Linked DNA regions of Mus musculus: region 1 is linked to region 2. A link is a contact called in public HiChIP or PLAC-seq data. All regions are on one chromosome and are shown on one strand. The core of a region is the stretch at or near the end of the contact, and the rest is flanking DNA. Distances in the headings are between cores, read along the strand shown. Region 1 holds the start of Xk (X-linked Kx blood group). Region 2 has its middle 36 kb from the start of 4930402K13Rik.

Region 1 (5,262 bases), core at 1,212-3,711, 130 kb after region 2:
ATATCAGTAGCAGTTACTTCTAAACTTAGTGCAGAATATTTTGCTAAGCATTTTACTATATTATACAACATGTCCTACTATGGTACTTTATAATAAAATCAAATTCTCAAGTATTCTGGCATATTACATATGATTATACCCAAACATCACTTCCTATCAGTCTATTACTATATATGCATATTTTTTGAAAAAAATACTGGGTGTTTTGGTCCTAATGAGAAAGTATATTGCAATATATGACTTTTTTAAAAAAATGAAAATCCACTTAAGCGTTGGGCAGGGAAACTAAGCTATGATTGTATATGTTGTTCTCAAGGATAAAACAGCAAGTGACAATTCAGAAAGACACAGTCTTTGTGAGAGGTTAATGTGCAGACCACGACCAGTAACTTAGAAACGCTCATCAGAGTTTTGCTTCTGCTATCTGTTGTTCCAAGGGCTGGAAGGACCACTGTCAGTTGAATCTGCCTCAGCTTCGCAGAGGGGCTTGCTAACAGTCCACTGCTTGGTGTAATGAAATCTCTTCAGAAGCAAAGCAGACTCAGAAACTTAGTGATGCACCTTATTCTTTCTCTCCTGCTTTTACAATATCCCCAAACCCTGTGATTTTCCCAGTGTGTTTTCTGTAGTAGTTTTGTACTGTAGAAAATAATCTGCCATAAACTGGACTTTATTGTGTTGCAAGTGATGTCTCTGGCTTATTGCCCTCCTGCTCCACATGGTCCACTTAATAATGTAAAACCTGTGATAATCCTTTGCCTTAAAGACAGATGCTAAATATTTCTGTGTTCCAATTAATAATTCTTAGCTTCACTGTTAATTTTCCTTTAAAGCTAACTGTGGTGTCAAATAAAATATTACACAAATACTCCACAGAGTGCTGCTGTCTGTTCTGTTTGTGACTGTGTGTGTATCTAGATCCAGGACATGGTGGCCTGCTGAGCTCTATAAATAAGCCTCCATAATCCTTTTGGAGCAAGGGCCTGGTACTTCTCAGGCCTTGGCTGAATTCCCTTCTCAGCCCTTATAAATAGATCTCCCGATGGATGCTACTCCACCAACCAAGTGAAGCAGCCCAACTCGTCCTCTCCACTAGGATTCCTCTTGTCTTGATATCTTAGGACTCTTAACATTAGATTTGTATCTCTTTCCAAAGTACAAAAACGCCCAAGATGCCTGAAAACTAAAATCACCTAATTTCTTCATGGAAAATGACTTTAGAAAGTGTGAGGGGTGTGTGTGTTGGAGGAGGGCTCGGGGTGAGTTCGTCTTGATGTCCAAAGGGTTGTCAAATGTTTAGTGAATATACACAGGACACGCATGGGTTAAAATCACACAAAATCCCAGCAGTGAGATGGGGAAGTGGACACAAAGTCTAACTCCTAATGAAGAAGGCATTTGTGATTGAGGCATGCTCAGAAGGGGGAATTCTGTTTGTTATTATTATTATTATTACAATTGAGTGTCAGTGAGTTTATCAGTCAGGAGTAGTGGGCCAACTCAAAACGGACTCTGTTTTTGTCTGCATTTTTTGTTTCATTTTGTTGGCTTTGACTTTTTTTTTTTTTTGGTCTTAACATTTGCCTTTTTAGGTTTTGTTTGTTTGTTTTTTGAGACAGAGCATGAAGTTCGGTGGGTAGGAAGGTGAGAAGGCTCTGGGAGGAGCAGGATAGGGGAAGAGTATGTTCAGAATTTATTGTATTCATACCTTTTAAGTAAACAGTGAGTGAAAAAAACTGTGCTAGTCGTAGGGTTGGCACACTAAAAGAGGTATGCATTGGGCTAGAAAACTGTTTCCTTATTAGGCTCTGGTCTTTGACCTGTCTGGAGCTAGTCACAATAACACAGCAATACATTCTATAAGCAGTTTTATCTGGGAGAGAAAACTTTGGCTCCCACAACTCCTTTGATGCTCCTTCTCGGTCTGTACTAGAAAGACAAAGGAGGCTTTCAAGAGTTTCAGTGAAAAGTTAACCATAGTTCCCAGTACGGTGAATGCACGACGATACATTTGCTCTTTGAAAAGCATCTCAGTGGCTCTGGCTATTTTGGAATGGCAGGGCAAGCTGAACTTTTCATCAGGCTTTTCTTCCGCCCAGTAAACAGACAGTGGATCCGGAGCTCAGACTCTCCCAGCCCCCAAGTCTGGTCTCTTCTGCTTGTTGTTTATTGAATTGACTGCCACAGGGCTCCCAGCACTGCCCAGAACAAACGGACTCTAGGACCCAGCGGCTGCAGGCGGGCCAGATCGGTTGATGGCTTCCTGGGGGGGGGGGGGGGGGACTTTGCCCCCAGCGCGGGGGCGGGACGGCCGTGGCCCGGGCTGTCAGGGGCTACGGGTTCGCGGCCCGCCCGGAACAGTCTGTGACGAGCGGCCAGCGAGCAGTGTGGCGCGCGCCGGCGGCTGCGCACGGGGCGCGTGGGCGTGTCCCAGCGGGGCCACGCTACCTGCCCCACCCCCGCTGTTTCGGTTGCCCCCAGGCCGGGTGGCAGCGCGCGCCGGGGCCCGCGAGCCCTCAGCGGGCTGAGCTGCGCGCGAGCCGCTCGGGGCTGAGCATGCTGGGAGTCGTTCGGGAAACCGCCACCGTCGCCGCTACCGCCACCGCTACCGCCGTCGCTGCCACCGCCGCCGCCGCCGGCCGCGGTGCGAGTCCCTGAGGCACGGAGATGAAATTCCCGGCCTCGGTGATAGCGTCCGTGTTCCTGTTCGTGGCCGAGACGGCGGCGGCGCTCTACTTGAGCAGCACCTACCGCTCCGCAGGGGACCGCATGTGGCAGGTGCTGACGCTGCTCTTCTCCTTGATGCCCTGCGCCCTGGTGCAGTTCACGCTCCTCTTCGTCCACCGCGACCTCAGCCGCGATCGCCCACTGGCGCTGCTCATGCACCTGCTCCAGCTCGGGCCCCTGTACAGGTACGTGTCGAACCCACAACCGACCGTTAGGCCCCGGTCCCCTGGCTGTCCCCACCACTGCTGCCCCAGCTGAAGGAGGAGGGGACCTTGCCTGAAAAGGGACAGACAGGTGGCTTGAACCAGGGCTGACCCGCCCTGCCTTCCCAAGTCATTCCAATCTTGGGAATGAGACTGGATCCTAGCCAGTCAGTCGCTAAAACCGAGATGGCCCGGATTTCGGGAGCCATCGTAGACAGTTGTCACTCTTCACTTCGGTTTGGCCCAAGAGAGTAGCAGTTTTTGTCTTTATTTGGTCCCCTGAAAATATGTGGCTTTCTCTGTAGGACTGGCTTGGGAGGTCCTGGTACAAACGTTTGGAAGTTACTCTAAGGGCGTGTGCTGTTCAAGTCAGAGCCCTTGTGGGTCATTTAATTTAGTTTATCAAGTGTGTGGCACTTAACTGTTTATCAGGCACTATTCTACGAGCTTTGTGAAAATTGACTTAGTTCATCTACTCAAGGCTACAAGTCCATGTACTCTACTTTTCCCTTGGTGTGATGGGAGTTGTCTAGAGTGCAGACACACATACCAGAGATGTCTTCTGAGTGTGCCCAATTGTAAACATAGTCATGAAATGTGGTACACAAGGTGCCTTGAGGACAGGAACATGCTTTGTGTTAAGAGAAACCGCTAATGCCATTTCTGGAAAAGACATTATTTTTGTGGTTACCGCCGTTTGTGGTGCTGTGGATGGAAACCAGGTCCTGGTACAGAGTAGGTAAATGCTCCACTAGCAAGCTACAACTTAGCCCCAGAAATTAATCTTCATAAACACAAATCAAGAAGAAATGCACACTGATGAAACGGACTTGACCTTAATCTCAGAACGTGAAGGGAATTTAAATGTATTGTTTTCATATCTTTTATCTTACCATAGGAAAAGCAAAAGTTTATGTACAAATTAAAAAAAATTCACAATATTCAAACCTCACATGCCATTTTAAACACAACCTTTCTAGCTTACTGTACCGACTTGCAGTTCGACAGTTGTGGCAAACTTCATAAACCAGGTTTCCCATTCTTGAAGAGCCAGGAAATCCTAGAAAGGAGTGAGAAGAACTTGCTGTGGAGGACCTGACAGTCAGGGGCGAATCAGAAAAAATGGCTGAGGGCTACTTAACCCTTAAAGCCCTGCTCTTAATTAGCTGGTAGAGAATCCTCGTCCTTAACGGAGCCCCATGGTCCTGCTAGTGGTCCTGTTCAGTAAGTGAGATTTGACAAGGCCGTCATCATTTAATGCCATCTGTGGGGAGGGAACTCAAATTTGGGTGGGGCAACTGAGAATTCTCAAAAGTTCCTTGTGCTAAGTGGTTTGGTTCATACCTACATGCCTTAGCCGATTGACTCCTTGCCAGGAAGTAGGTATCTTTATTTGTAAGTTTATTATTTTGGTGGCGGAGGTTGGGTCTAGGGCCTTAGGCATACTAAGCCAGCGCTCCCTCGTTGATCCAGGCTTCCTCAGTTCCTGCCCCCATTTTGTACACAGGGCAAATGAGGATGTGGAACCTGTTCCCCAGACTTTCTTTCAAAATGCAATTAGGTCCATCATGTTCTCTGTGTGCAGTCAAAGAAAGGGGAGTGTGCAGTAGTGCATTTTATCAGCAGCTCCATCTTTATAGTTTTAAATGCTCAGTCATTTGTGGGCAACATTAAACAACCTAAAGTAAGAATCCTCTATCACCACTGTCATTTAGATGTGTCTCATAACTTTAAGAGTCACTCAAGCCAAAGTTAATAGAGTATTGCCTGTAAAAAACAGCAGAGCAACTGATGTTAAGGACAGTATTACCGAGTGGCACACGGTTGAGTGTCGCCTTTTCTCCTACACATCAATGTATACAATTTTCTCCTTTATTATAATCTGGTATCCTTCAGCTACCACAGTAGTTTTCTTAGAAAAACTTCGTTAAGGAAAGAAGTCTCCCATTCTAATATAGTTGATTCATATCAAGAAGGTACTGGACTTCGTTAAGTCTTTGAACTTAACACATACAAAATGCAGTTCCAAGATCCTTAGCTTCCAAATGAAAGGGAAAACAAAGTGGTCTTTTTGGTTAAGAGGACTCAAAAAGAACCTTAATGGGATTTCTCCCCACTGCTGGTTCTAATTTGAACTCCTAAATCATCAGCTTTTCAGAAAGATCAAATTATCCCCCAGAATGAGAGGTTCACATTGCTTCTCACTTCTATCCCTTAGCAGTGGCTTTTCGTAATGTTTTACGGTTGTTTGGGGTGGGGGTGGGGACAGTTTACTTCTATTCAAGTTTGCCAAACTACCACTTTTAGGGAGATGCTGTTTTTGAGTTCATGC
Region 2 (4,989 bases), core at 538-3,037:
AACAAAATAATCAAATTCATTACCATAAGAGGCTCAGCAGAATGACAGATTTGGGGGTCGTGTATACTTTACTCAGTTTTTTTCAGCAGGTGAAGAAAGACTCTTATTAAGGGTGAGGAAACATAGATACAAAGTAGGCACACAGAGAGAAATACCCTCCACAAAGTAGAGAAGGGTCTCAAGAACTGAAAACCTGGTTGGTCTCTCCTTCAGGGTTGTGGATTTACATATCTTTAAGGGTGTCTTTCTCTTCCAATTCAGGCATTGTTAGTTTGAACAAAGACAGTTTGAACAAGACAGATAGGTCCATGAGTTTGGGATTACACATACTGTTCTGGCCTTGAACTTGTGAGAAAGGTCCATAGCTGGCGGTCCCTACTGGTGGGGGGAAAAGCCTGTCAAAGGTTTCATATTAAGTTTCCAGGCTTTTGTCTCTGGTGAGGAGGGTGAATGCAATGCCCGTGATCTTGGCAGTTCATCATCTTTGTTATCTACTTATGCTCTCTCTCCTCATCTGTGTGCCTATCAGGAAATCTATCTCACTATTGGTTCTTATTCTGCCCTCTCAGAGGTCACACTAACTACTGTTGGGGGTTGTAGGCTACTCTATTTTCAAACTGGTAAAGGGGACTGAGGTTGAAGGGACAGCAGCTGGAGTGACTTGGGAGAGGGTTGATGTAAGAGGCAATGGTAAGACTTAACAGATCCAGGCAAAGATCCAGAACATAAGAAAGCCATTATGAGAGTATGTATCCTTGAGGCATGCTTTGTGAGTAAAGAAGCATCTAGAATTCTTTTCACCTTACTAAACAACATTTAAATTAATCATCCTGTTAAGAATTTTCCTCACTGACAGTCAGATTTTAAGGTACCAGTTTTGCGCCAATGCCTGTCTTTGGAAAGTGCTTTGTACACAGCTCTTGTTGCAGTGTTGGAGTTGATGACTTTTGCTTCCCTCCTGGACACCCCACTTTCCCTATATATCTACTTATAGCACCAATTATAATGTCAGGTCTAATGGTCAACGCTCCATCCAGAGAAACTTTGATTACTCAGGATATAAACTGAAACTTCAGCAGACAATGACTTGTACCTATATTACCATAGATCTCTTACTTGAAGGGTCTACCTCTGACTTATAACATTTTCTGGCTATGGAAGAATGCTAGAGCAACTTAGGTGTTAAGCCAAGAAATGTCAGTATGATGACATTTGGAGACGGAGCTTTGGGTACTGATTAGGTCATGAGTGTCTCTGTGAGACAGGAAAGAGCTTAATGCCTTTCACTTTATTTTCTGTTATACAAAGATAAAGCAAGTGTACTTTCATCACCAAACCAGGAAACATTCTGTCTGAAAACCAAGCACAATGGCACCCTGATCTCTGACTTCCACCTTTCAGAAATGTGAGGAATGAATTTGTTATGTAAGCCACTTATTCTATGGTAATTGGTTAGGACCTGCCCCCCCCCCCACACACACATAAACACTCAATCAAATAAGCACTTTAGGCTGCCTTGTCTGCCCTTGTGTGCCAGGGTGGGGGTGGCACCCTCTCAGAGGAAAAGGGGAGGGGGGAGGGAGAGGAGGATTGTAGGCAGGGGTAATGGGGTGGGGCAGTGAGTACGTTGTAAAGTGAATCAACAGAAAATTGAAAAAAACAACAACAAATAAGCTACTTATATCCAAATCCTTTTCTTGGGATCTATTTTTAGGATAACTCACACTCACACATCACCCCCAGGTCTAGCAGACTCATTTTTCTCAGGAAATGAGAAGAGCGGCTGAGTCAGAGAGAAAACAGACAGGAAGTCAATGTGTAGGGTGAAATGACAGAAAGTAATAGAAATGACTCAGTCTAGGCAAGTTTTTGATAAAGAATCCCTTTCTAGCTCAAAGCCCTATGAGGCCCAAGGATTTATTTCATCTGTGAGCTCCGATTCCACACACATGAGCTTGATCATCGCCAGTTCAAGTATGTTATTGTCACTTGCTTTGAAGCTAACTTCTATTGACTCAACCAGAAGACTGAATTCTCTAAGGACACTCTAATTTCTAATTGAGAACCTAAGGCAGCTAGCGAGTTCTTCACTAATAAAAGCCCTTTCCAATCATGACACTCTAAACTGTGTGAGGCACTCTATACCCAACAGGAATTCCTCACTAAATCCCTTTGAAGTTTGAAAAGCAGATCTGGAAATGTTTGTAAACAGACTGCTTCCTATAATTTCACCCTATTATTCCTAGGTTTGGACCAGCTCCCAAGGCGGTTGGAATTTCCTATTTGTTCCTTTTCCTAAGTTCCTATTCCTAAGGCTTTGTATGTGTTTTGTGACTTGACCTTTCTTTTTCTATTCTAGTATAAAATGAATATTCCCACCAACCCAAAGAAACTTCAAACAAACAAACAAACCTGTATTCTTGATTGGTTGGAGAAAGATCAGCGGGTAGGGGCACACACAGAGCAAGTAAGAACTTCACTGGAGTAGGCTGACTCCCCTGAGGCAGATAGCTATAGCCCTGTGTTTCACTTAGTTGTAGTACTGGAGATTAAACTCAAGACTGGCGCCAAGGAATCTAATACTGAACTATATCCCTATACCTCTTTTTGTTTTAAGAAAATGTTTCACTGAGTTGCTCAGACTGGCTTTGAACTCCTTCTGTAGTTCAGGCAGGACTGGAACTTGTGATCCTTCCACCTCAACCTTCCTATGAGGTGGCATTACAAGTCTGCCTGCCCAGTACAACTTTGTCTTTCAAGTTTAGACCTCATCTACTTAGTTACCTCAGCATAAGAAAGGGCAAGACAGTGGAACCGTAGACAAAGCCTTTGGAAATAAATTCCTGGCAGTCACTATTATTGCCTGTCATATGAGCAAACACATTTGAATTTGGTAAACAACTGTCCTTGAAACTTATCAATAATTCTCTCTGGTTCTGATGGCATCTGACTCATGTGATTTAGATTTTGAGGTAATATTCTGTGAGTCCTTGTAGGGAAAAGAATAGCTACATAATAATTACTTACTAAAAAAGACAATTGGGATCCTTCAAATATTTATATCATATAAATATTGCATACTATAATATCTGGAGAGAAACAGAGGCCTAAAGGAACTTCAAAAGCTGAGGTTTAAACTACATTGCATTCTATAAGAACTTAAACCACAGTTTATGCCCAAGGTCTAGGTAAATAGATCAGGTCTACAGTAGTTGGAGCAATCGCCTTCCATGTAGACTTCTTTGCTTTTCATGTTCTGCTAAAATTATCCTACAAAAACACCTGGAAGACTCTACTTAAACAAATGTTAAAACTATCATTGCAACTTCTAGACAAACCAGCATGGTGTGCCACCTAATGTGATGTTTGAGACAGACACAAAAGCATTTATATCATAATTATGTCAGAAGAGTACATAATTCAAATCTAATCACAGTAAAATATAATACAACCATGCAAGAGACAGTCTACAAAACAATTGGCTTGTACTCAACAAGAACGTCTATGATAGGAAAGAAAAGGAAAGGAAAGGAAAGGAAAGGAAAGGAAAGGAAAGGAAAGAAAAGAAAGAAAAGAAGAGAAAAGAAAAGAAAAGAAAGGAAAGGAAAGGAAAGGAAAGGAAAGGAAAGGAAAGGAAAGGAAAGGAAAAGAAAAGAAAAGAAAAGAAAAGAAAAGAAAAGAAAAGAAAAGAAAAGAAAAAAGAAAAGGAAAGAAACCAGGCTAAGAACTAATCCTTATTAGCATTGGCTAGAGAAACATGGTTACTAAGTTTAATTAGTAAACATTGTTTGGCTCTAGGAAAACATTCCAGAAAAAAAAATCATATTTCTTTGTGACATTGATCCCTCCAACATTGTTGGTTGCTTCTGCTTCAAGTTCAGCCAGGAGCTCAAGCTAGTGGGTCGCTCTGTTGCCCACCATGGGTTTTCCATGAGGGCCTCATTGTCCCCCACGCTGACGCTGCCCACCCCGTTTCTTCAGAGCCAGGGCTGCCTATCCATTAGTGTTTATACCACTACCTGTGGTCTTTCTACCTGGCTCAAGTGCTACAGAACTACCACGTTGACTGCAAGGTCATGCCATGTCCAGCTGCAGTTCACTACTTCTTTTTAAAAAACAAACAAACAAACTATTTTTATTAGCTATTTTCTTCATTTACATTTCAAATGCTATCCCGAAAGTCCCCTATACCCTCCCCCACGCCCTGCTCCCCTACCCACCCACTCCCGCTTCCTGGCCCTGGCGTTCCCCTGTACTGGGGCATATAATCTTTGCAAGACCAAGGGCCTCTCCTTCCAATGATGGCCGATTAGGCCATCTTCTGCTACATATGCAGCTAGAGACACGAGCTCAGGAGGTACTGGTTAGTTCATGTTGCTGTTCCTCCTATAGGGCTGCAGACCCCTTCAGCTCCTTGGGTACTTCTTATATCTACCTGTCTATGGGGGCTTCTCTTGTTGGTAGGTTACACATGCAGAGCCACTTGCTGACTCCTCCTCTCTCAGCAACCAGTGACTGCCAATAGCTGCCCTTCCGAGGGTGGAGAGCCCTTTTGAGGCTCTCTCCTCTCTACATGCAAGGATTTAAACTTACTTGATCTGGTGCAGATACCCAGGGACATATACAGCTTTCACACTAGGTGCCTCCTTTTTCTCAGTGTTCTCTGATGAGCAAGGGGAGTATTGATGATTAGGCCACAGGTAAGAGCACTCACCGTTACTGTACTTACTTGGACCAGTTATAAATCTGCATTAACCTGCAGTACAAGAGAAGCTTCTCTGACCAAAGTTGAGATATCACAAACCTATCTATGTAAAAACAGCTAATTAGAGGGCAGCTTGACAGCAAACCATTTACCAAAACAGCAGGAGGTTTCCTACTAGGCAAATTCTTAGTTTACAGACAATTCTACTAGGCTCCTCCCAGGAACTCTGCAACAGCTACCTAGCAACAGCTTACACCAGAACCTGCCACTAGGTGCTATAAAGA

The links. HiChIP or PLAC-seq counts read pairs in DNA pulled down with a chosen protein or histone mark.
Region 1: a BATF HiChIP or PLAC-seq map of CD8 T cells shows a contact between it and region 2, with 6 read pairs. The contact joins the promoter of Xk here to the enhancer-like site in region 2. A contact is called at or near these places in 1 of 39 promoter capture datasets (the HPC-7 cell line), 3 of 484 Hi-C or Micro-C datasets (the HL-1 cell line, cortical neurons and embryonic fibroblasts) and 1 of 115 datasets of contacts at active chromatin or transcription factors (CD8 T cells).

What each region holds. Positions count from the first base shown.
Region 1 is chrX:9,270,323-9,275,584 of GRCm38.p6, forward strand. It overlaps Xk (X-linked Kx blood group), which reads left to right and starts at 2,462. Exons shown (of 3, transcript NM_023500.2): 1 at 2,462-2,912. The coding sequence starts at 2,668.
Region 2 is chrX:9,137,929-9,142,917 of GRCm38.p6, forward strand. No RefSeq gene overlaps it. Among named protein-coding and RNA genes, the nearest start is that of 4930402K13Rik, 36 kb to the left of the region's middle. Within about 2 kb of position 1,788, at least 17 of the 459 cell types and tissues checked have an H3K27ac peak or open chromatin away from gene starts, as enhancers often do. A contact at or near this core is called in CD8 T cells and the HL-1 cell line, where this site is marked.